Linked DNA regions of Mus musculus: regions 1 and 3 are each linked to region 2. A link is a contact called in public promoter capture Hi-C data. All regions are on one chromosome and are shown on one strand. The core of a region is the stretch at or near the end of the contact, and the rest is flanking DNA. Distances in the headings are between cores, read along the strand shown.

What was found. Capture Hi-C pulls out chosen DNA fragments and counts their contacts.
Region 1: a promoter capture Hi-C map of adipose tissue shows a contact between it and region 2. The contact joins two enhancer-like sites.
Region 3: a contact with region 2 is called in a promoter capture Hi-C map of adipose tissue, with 2.2 times the contacts expected there. The contact joins two enhancer-like sites. A contact is called at or near these places in 4 of 39 promoter capture datasets (the C10 cell line, hippocampal neurons, pre-B cells and 1 more) and 1 of 9 other capture datasets (adipose tissue).

Annotation. Positions count from the first base shown.
Region 1 is chr8:27,249,289-27,252,312 of GRCm38.p6, forward strand. No RefSeq gene overlaps it. Among named protein-coding and RNA genes, the nearest start is that of Eif4ebp1, 9.5 kb to the right of the region's middle. Within about 2 kb of position 1,588, at least 36 of the 459 cell types and tissues checked have an H3K27ac peak or open chromatin away from gene starts, as enhancers often do. A contact at or near this core is called in adipose tissue, where this site is marked.
Region 2 is chr8:26,068,696-26,071,585 of GRCm38.p6, forward strand. Hook3 (hook microtubule tethering protein 3) reads right to left here. Exons shown (of 22, transcript NM_207659.3): 10 at 2,363-2,503; 11 at 1,379-1,580. Among named protein-coding and RNA genes, the nearest start is that of 1700047A11Rik, 12 kb to the right of the region's middle. Within about 2 kb of position 1,391, at least 2 of the 459 cell types and tissues checked have an H3K27ac peak or open chromatin away from gene starts, as enhancers often do. A contact at or near this core is called in adipose tissue, where this site is marked.
Region 3 is chr8:27,159,070-27,161,978 of GRCm38.p6, forward strand. All of the region lies in intron 1 of Rab11fip1 (RAB11 family interacting protein 1 (class I)), which reads right to left. Among named protein-coding and RNA genes, the nearest start is that of Rab11fip1, 14 kb to the right of the region's middle. Within about 2 kb of position 1,277, at least 135 of the 459 cell types and tissues checked have an H3K27ac peak or open chromatin away from gene starts, as enhancers often do. A contact at or near this core is called in adipose tissue, where this site is marked.

The DNA.
Region 1 (3,024 bases), core at 338-2,837, 1.2 Mb after region 2:
AAACTCACTCCCAGTGACACACTTTCTCCATAAAAAGGTCATACTTCCACATTTTAATTCTTTTTAAAGGGTTCCACTCCCTGGTAACTAAGCAGTCAAATATATGATGCTGTGGGGGGGGGGGCATTATTATTCAAACAAGCACATTCCATTCCCTGGTTCCCAGGGGCTTGTAGCCATATCATAATGCAAAAATAGATTCAGTTCAACCTCAAAAATCCTATCTGTAGTCCATCACGGTCCTAGGACTGTTTAAAAGTCCAAAGTTTAAAGTCTCTTTGGAGACTCATGGCAATCTCTTCACTACAACCTCCTGTAAAACCAAAAGGCAGATCACATGCTTCTAACATACAATGACATAGAATATAAAAGGGGGGGGGAGCCTAGTGAGGAAATACTGGACCAAAAGCAAGACCAAACATCAGTTGGGTACACTCAGAACTTCGTATCCATGTCTGATGTCAAAGTACTCTTTAGGTCCCCCACTCCTTCCAGCTTTGTGGAGAGCTGCACACGTCTCTCTCTTCGGCTGGTCCCACTCCCTGTTAGCAGCTCTCCTTGGCAGGTATCCCACGAGTCTGGCATCCTTACCATCTTGGGGTCTCCAGTGAAATCTGGCTCCACCCCCACAGCTTTATGTAATGGCCTTTCTGGGCCTCTATGCAGGGACAGCCTTGGCCTCTGTTTGTACCTCTGTCAGTCTGTACTTCTTTCAGTATCTTCCTGGGCTACGCACCCTGTGGTGAGACCAACAGCTGAGGGATTGTCACCACTTTCTTTTCTTGCATCGATCGCTGCAGGGGAGTGGTTTGGAACAGCTTGGCTCCATTCTTTGCTGACTAGAAGAGACAGCACAAGCCCAAGCTTGCTAGGCTGGAGTTTACTTAGAACGGGACAGATTAGCCCGATATAACCCCAGCACGAATGTGCATGGCCGGGAGCTGAGCTGTTCATCAGAATCCTAGACCTCACTCCCCTGCCTCAGCAAAGCTGAGCTTCCAGTCTGAAAAGCGAGCCAAGTTCCCTCCTCAGCTTCTGGTTTCTCTCGCTTGAATCCTGTTGCGTTTAGGGAGCTTCAGTGATGTTCTGCCACATACCCACTCCCCAAACCCTTGGACCACAGCCACAAACAGGATACGACAGAGTGACAATGCCTACCTTGAGAAACCTATAGGAACATGTTGAAGTATCTTTAACTCACCTGTTCTCTGGAAGATCGTTGCCTTCTGCTAAACTAGGCCTAGTCTTAGAAACTTCTAACCTCCATACAATCTTATCTAGACCTAGAATATTTTCAGCCTTTGAGACTTACTGATAGAGAAACTCACCCCTTCCTAGTTCTTATTGAGCACTGGATAGCTGATTCAACTCAGCTGTCCTGGCTCAAACTCCTCTTCAAGCTGTCTGATTCCGTCTGACCTCTCAGTTTCTTACTGAATTGTTTGGTTTGGTCACAAACTAATTCCAGCAATCTGTTCTAATCTTCTGCTCCTTCTCATTCTCTGGTTTTCTGTCCTCACCCGTGTCTGGCTTGTTCTCTCTCTCTTTCTACAACCTGTCTCTGTAAACTGCCCCTTTCCTCTCTCTTCTTGTGAAAGTTGGGCGTATCCTATTGTAGGGGGCGGTTCTGATGCTTTGGCCCGGGAATTTGCATGTAAATACTGAAGGTCCTGTTCTCCAATTGGTTCTTGATCGAGCAATAACGATGTTGGCAGCCAATGGCTGGGTGGAAAAGGTGCGACTTCCAGGTTCCCATAGGCAGGCTGATAGATGCAGGAAGGGGAAAGAAAATTCACCATGCTTCAGAGGGAGAGAGAGCCACTAGCCATGTGAAATCTTGGGTGGAGTGACTATTGGTTGCTAGCCTGACTGGGCCTGGGGTTGCAGGAGGGAGATCAGAAGTTCAACTAAGCCGAGGGCAGATTTAAAGGTGTTGAGCTAAGACTAAAGGTAACTGAACAGCTAGACTGAGGGCAGATTTAGAGGTGTTAAGCTGGGAGTGAAGGGGAGTAAGGGCCATGGGAAAGTTAGCTGAGGGAGGCTTAGAAGTGCCTGACCATTGAGTTAAAACACATAAAAATGCGTGTCTTTTATCCTCAGATCCACAGGAACCAGGGTGGGGGCTGGTACCTCTGTCTGTCCAGAGCTTAAAGCGAGGTAGTAGAAACTACCTGCTACTTCCTATTCTGTCAAATCTTTATCTGATTTGCCACTTCGTCTGCCACTCAACTAGATGTCACTTTTAAAAAAGAGATATTTTTATTTATAGGAACACACTGTAGCTGTCTTCAACACACACCAGAAAAAGGTATTGGATCCCATTACAGATGGTTGTGAGCCACCATGTGGTTGCTGGGATTTGAACTCAGGACCTCTGGAAGAACAGTCAGTGCTCTAAACGGCTGAGCCATCTCTCCAGCCCTAGATGTCACTTTTGTGTTTTCTTCTACAAATTAACTTTACCTTCATTGGGATTAAAGGTATGTGCTAGAGACGATTAAAGGAGTGTGCTAAGGGCTGAACCACACCACAACTAGACCCCCCCCCCCCCCCAGTCTCAGGGGGTCACAATGTGATCGAATATCCTGCAATAGGAACTTGTTTCCAAAACAGTAAGCTTGGGAGGGAGGGAGCAACCTTGTCAAGACGGCACTGAGGACTCCACAGAGCACCCTCATTATCCGCTAAGCTCCAAGCTCCGGCTGCCTGCAGCCTTTTTTCTCTGCGGGGTTTTCTCCACCACCTCTGCTTTTGTGTTCCGCGGCTCCTCCCCTCTGCCACGCCCCGGGAGGGGGGCTCAGCGCTGGGTTTCGTAGCCCCCAGAACAAAGCTCAGTTGCCCTACTTGCCGAGGAGCACTTTTCTAGTGGCTTGGATTCCTAGCCACGAAGCCCGGGAAAGTGAGGCTTGTGCCTGAGCTGGCACCAGGCTTCTCCTCAAGGGGGACTTCCAGTCAGTGGATGTTTAACTGGGAGTTTTGCATCTGAGTTCGAGAGAGATATTAGCTGATAGTTTTCCTTCCAGT
Region 2 (2,890 bases), core at 141-2,640:
TAATTTCAATTTTTATAATTTCTATAACTTGAAACATTAGAAATTGTGATCAAGGTGGTGGAATGTAGCTTAACAATAGAGTATATGCTTATTAGTGTGTACAAAGGCCTCATATGCTCAACACCCAGCATACCCCCTCCAATGTAAACAAAACAGATTTCAGAAAATACATCAATCTCGTCTACAGGTATATGAAGATCCTATCCTCACCATACTTGAATAAGTTTATATAATTCATCACTCTAACAAAAGGGAGAGAAGTAGGAAATAAAGCCTGTCTAGGTAAGACAGGCTCCTAGAGTCATCTAGAAAATGGTAATAATTATCAGAGAATCTATAGGGGCTTTCATTCCTTGCAAGAACGAGATGGACAGGAAGATAGGAAGAAATACCAGTGATGGTAAAACTCAGTTACACAGCCCATCTTAGAAGGGGCTAAAATGACAGTGGGAGATGCATGCATATGCTGTGGGTAATGAGAGGTACCAACAAGAGGAACCAAGAGCTTTGAGTTTAACAGGAATGAAGAGTTTATTTAAAAAAAGCCTGGCTGTGAAAAGGAAGAACAAGGAGAAAATACCAAGCAGTCTGGGTATGGGCTGTTAGAAAGTGCTAGGACTTTTAACCCTAGCACTTAAGAGGCAGCAGTCAGCAGATCTCTTAAGTTCCAGACACACCAGGGATACATGTGATAGTGTCTCAGGGGACAGGAGGGAACAGATTCCTGCAGGTTGTCCTATGACCTCCATATGCATGCTGAGGCACACCTATGCCCCCTGCAACCAGTAAATAAAATGTAATAAATCTGAAATAAATATAAAAACAGCTAAGCATCATATGGTAGTGGGATAACAATGTCCTCCACAGCACATGTATTTGAATGCTTGGTCATCAAGGAGAACTTCTGAAGAAACCACAAGTATTAGGAGGTGTGAATCTGTAGGAGGAAGTGTGTCACTGGTGGGCTTTGAGGTTCTAGAAGCTCAAGCCAGGCCCAGTGTCACTCTCTCTTCCTGCTGCCTGCAGGTCAGGTTGCAGAGCTCTCAGTTCCTTCTCCAGAACCATCACGTCTCATGTCTGCCCGTGTGTGTGTGTGTGTGTGTGTGTGTGTGTGTGTGTGTGTGTGTGTCACCATGCTCCATGGACTCAGCCTCTGAAACTGCAAGCAATCCCCCAATGAAATGTTCTCTTTTGTTAGCTGCCTTGGTCATAGTGTCTCTTTACAGTGACTAAGGCAAATCACAAAAACAAAACTTGGTAGAGTATTCACTCGATTTGACTGAAAGGCCTGCACATGATTGCTAGTTTAAAAAGTCATGCATTGCGACACAGCCCTTGCCAGGCAGCACTAAGAAGAATTCTGCTTCTGTTCTCTTACTTGTCTCTTGTATGTCTCAAGCTGTCCCCGGGCGGCATTAGCTTTTCTTAACTCTTCCTCCAGACTGACAGTGTTCTGCATGTACATCGTATTCTTTTCTTCCAAGAGCTTAACCTGCCGCCTCAAATCTCCAAGGTCTTCCAGCTTCTTCTTATAAGATTCGACTTGGCCTTCTAGTTTAGATACTTTATCAGAAGAGTGTCTAAAACGACGGGAACTCAGTCAGAAGCATGCCCACAGCTGTAGAGCTGTTTCAGACAATGTTAAAATAGTAGACGATACCAGGACTTAACACACATTAAATTCCTTAAACATACATGGCTTCCTCCTCAGGAGGACGACGCAAGGCCATCTAGTGAGTCTAAGCAATTGGGTGTGGTGGGTAGCAGACAGATGAAAAGAATTATAAAAATATAAATTAACAGCTCCGAGAGAAATGGGAGACAGGGCTATGGACTAGTGAGTAGCAGCCCGGAGGTAAGAGAAAACATCCCTAACGGGAAAAGGGACTAATTCACAGCATGTGCGTTTCTCTGCACACTGTAGTGTTCTTAAACAAAAAGGGCTCCCACGAGGACGAGATTGTGAAAGAATGGTGAACAGTGAGTACCTACACGGAGAACACGGGAAAGGAAGGAGAAAACTGCCAGCAAAGAAATGAAGTCAGTCTTTATGACACAGACCAAGGGCTAGGAGGGCTCACAGTTAAAGAAGAGTAGCAAGAAGGAAGAGCCAGTGCAGACAGCAGTGGAGTGACTGCCATGGGAATCTAACATTTATTTGATACTTATTTCCCTATTAATTTAAGTGCTTATAAAGCCATTTAGATACTCATTTACACTTTCTTTTTAAACATGTCTGTGTGCTCAGAGATGCCAGCGTCTGTAACCTCTGAGATGGAGCATTGTGTGTTTGCATCTGTGTGTGTCTGGGAGGCTGGGGGTGGCAGGGAATCCAACATTGCAGCGAAGGGCGACTCTTTACCTGAGAACGTCTATTTCATCCTTTAGAGACTGAGCTTCGTCTGCCAAAGTGGTCAGCTCATCGTTCTGCTGCCGAAGCTCAGAGATTTCCTTTTCTAACTCCTCACAGCGGATTCGATAATCGTCTTTGGCTGCTTCTAGTCTGCAGCCAAACAAAATAGATAAAAAGCACTATTAAGTGTCTCATAATTTTCCTTAGGGAGAAAAGAAAACAAATTCCATTCCTCCTGAGCATGTATCTCACTTCTGTAAGCATAAACTCTACCCAAGTCCTACCTGCCGTGAAAACAGGTTTAATCGATGCACAAAGTTCTCACAGCAGGAGAAAAGAGCAAAGGTTTCCAAATTTTTAACAAGAATATATATGAAGAAAAGCTGTATTTAGACCCACAAAACCAAACACCAACCTTCCTTGGAGTTACAAGGCCCTCCTGTCTACTGTCCAATGTATTTCATGTAGACTACTTACTTTCAATTTTTCTTGTATAAGTATTTAATAAAGAGTTGTAAATTTTATATAATTCAATTG
Region 3 (2,909 bases), core at 27-2,526, 1.1 Mb after region 2:
CAGACATATCCTGACTGCAAACTTCAGGAAGGGGGATTCTCCTTGGCATTCATTTTCCTTCTGGAAACCTGATCTCTAGTGAACTAGGAGCCTAATTCACTGCAGGCCATTGAGGAACAACAACTCCCAATACCTGGCCTCCAGAGAGCCACCCACAGGCCACCTCACAAATGGAGAACTTACTGGGTTTTTTTGTTTTGTTTTGTTTTGTTTTCTTCAGTGACCTACTTAAAAGCTTAGAGCCTGGACTTTAAGGAAATGATGGTTTTGTCCAAATGAGCACAACTTCCTCTCTCACCTTTGACTGTAGCTCAGCAAAGGCCAATCCCTCCCCCACCCTCTCTACCCTCCAACCCCCAGCTATTTGACTCAGTCTGCACACAGGAAAGTAGAACCCTAACCCTCAAGCAGCACTCCCAGCATGCCCTGCACCTCCCACACTTGCACCTCACAGGATGGCATGGCCGGGGAAGTGCATTCACTTTACAGGGGAGGGAAACAAAGCTTAGAAAATGCCACCAGCACTGCTGCAGACCTGGCAAGGATTCTCCATTCTCTGAGTCCCTCTCCATTCTCTGAGTCCCTCTCCATTCTCCTTGACCAGAAGGCTTGCTTTAAGCTTATTCTCCTGATTCACTTTCAAATTCTTTCTGGGCAGAGTTTGAGCCGCTTTCCCCTCCACTTTGTGTGGGTATGTGTGCGTACAGGAGTGCGTGCGTGGGTGGTGGTGGGGTGCTAGGGACGAACTGCAAGGCTTCATGGGTGGTAGACAAGTGCTCTAATACAGAGCGGAAAGCCCAGCCCAGACTCTTTCAATTTAAACATCCCACAATAAAAGGAGAGAGGGAAATGCCAGCATAGCTCGCCACCATAGCTTGCCACCAGCCATAATCTGTAAGATGACCAATGGAGATCCAGCACAGAGAACTGCCAGGAAAAAACATGAAATGCATCAAGAGATGCAGCCAGGACCAACAAAGTCACGCGAGATGCCGGCCTCTGATCGGCAAAGAGAGATCTTTCATGGTTTGTGAGACACAGCTGGGAAGGAGGGGTGGGAGAGGAACAGCCACTGCAGGAAGATGCAGGTCTTTTATCAGCTCTTCCCGGCAGCCTCTATCTTTCCAGGGCCTGGAGGGGCCTGGAATACTTTGCATATTTGTCAAGAGGTTGAGAGGATTATTTGTGTTTTTCTTCCCTGATAGTCACAGTTGCCTTGGTGATGAAAGGTGTTTGGGCTTTTGTAATGTCACTTGTAGAAACCTGAAAAGGAGAAGCTCAGATGACCACAGCAGGGGCTACAGGCGGCAGGGCCAGTCAGGAAGAAGGGTACTGGGGCGGGTGCTTCTCCACCAGGCTTTCTGTCAGTCAGTCAGGCATGCAAACACATTCAAGACCTTCAGAAAATGCCACCCGACTCTTCCTGGGACCGGGCTCGCCTTTCTCTAAAGGTTTCCTGGGGCAAAGTGCTTATCTTAAGCAAACTTAGAGCCCGCTCCGCTCAGAACGCTTCCCACCGATTGTGCTGCCCCGCTGCTCGTGCACTGGAGCTGGACTGGCTTTGGAAACCTGCAGCACCACATGTCGGCAAAAACCTCGCCAACTGTTCTTGCTGCTCGTTTTCCTAAGCAGACCCGAATTCTGCCAGGAGGGGTCTTTCAGGGGGTGTGAATAAGAAGACCTGCAATCAGAGGTAGAGAGCTCCCTGGCAAATGCCACCTAGAGTATTCTGAATGCAGTTTCTCTACCTCCTCCTCTAGTCCTCCCCCACGCCCCTAGATCTACTCCTCCTGTTTCTCTTAAAGGGGGAAAAAAAAAAAAGCAGGCCTCCCAGGGATATCAACTGAACAGGGCATATCAAGTTGCAATAAGACGAGGCACATGCCCTCACATCCAGGCTAGACGAGGCAACCCGGTAGGAGGACAAAGATCTCAAGCGCAGGCAAGAGTCAGAGACAGCCCCACTTACAAGAACAGCAAGCTCCACGTCATAACACACATGCAGAGGGCTTAGCTCAGACCCACACTGGGTCTGTGACTGTCACAGTCTCTGTGAGCCCCCGTGGAGCCCTACCTAGTTGATCTTGTGGGCTATGTTCTCATAGTCAGACAAGATATTCTAAAGAGACACCTGTGTCCCAAATATTAAAATGTCCTCAGGAGCCGGGCGGGCAGCGGCGGCGGTGGTGGCGCACGCCTTTAATCCCAGCACCTGGGAGGCAGAGGCAGGCGGATTTCTGAGTTCAAGGCCAGCCTGGTCTACAGAGTGAGTTCCAGGACAGCCAGAGCTACACAGAGAAACCCTGTCTCGAAAAAACAAAAACAAAAACAAAATGTCCTCAGGAGTCTCACACTGAGGAAAGGCCGGAGCCAGCTAGATAGAAGAGGAAACTGTCACACAGTTCTGGCAACTTACCATATCTTACAAGGTACACTGGAGCTAGGCAATGCTGTTGGATGGCGGGGTGGGGGTGGGGTCTCACGATGACAGGTTTGCTTAGTGATGCATGCCATTTGCCCTGTGCTTAAACCCACCTCAAATCAGACAGGGGGAGGGGGCGGGGAGCTGGACCTCTTCCCACGGTGGCCATGTTGAACACACCCCCTTTCCTGTTTTTCAGTATGTCTGGTCTCTTTAGAGGCAGGCACACTGGGGCTGGTGGGCGAGCCTTTGATCTGCCAGGGGCCCAGGCTTTGAGCCTGAAAACTGTTAACAAAATTCATGAGTGACTCGCCCTCTGGAATCCCAAATCGGATTATGGCTGTGGGCTTCAACATTACAATCAACTCCATTTTTTCAGTGTTGTTGGTTTTTTTTTTTTTTTCTTGAATCTGTTTTTTAATTCACTTAATTCCTGTCCCGGAGAAGCAGTTAATAAACAATCTGTCCCAGCATGACCACACAGCAT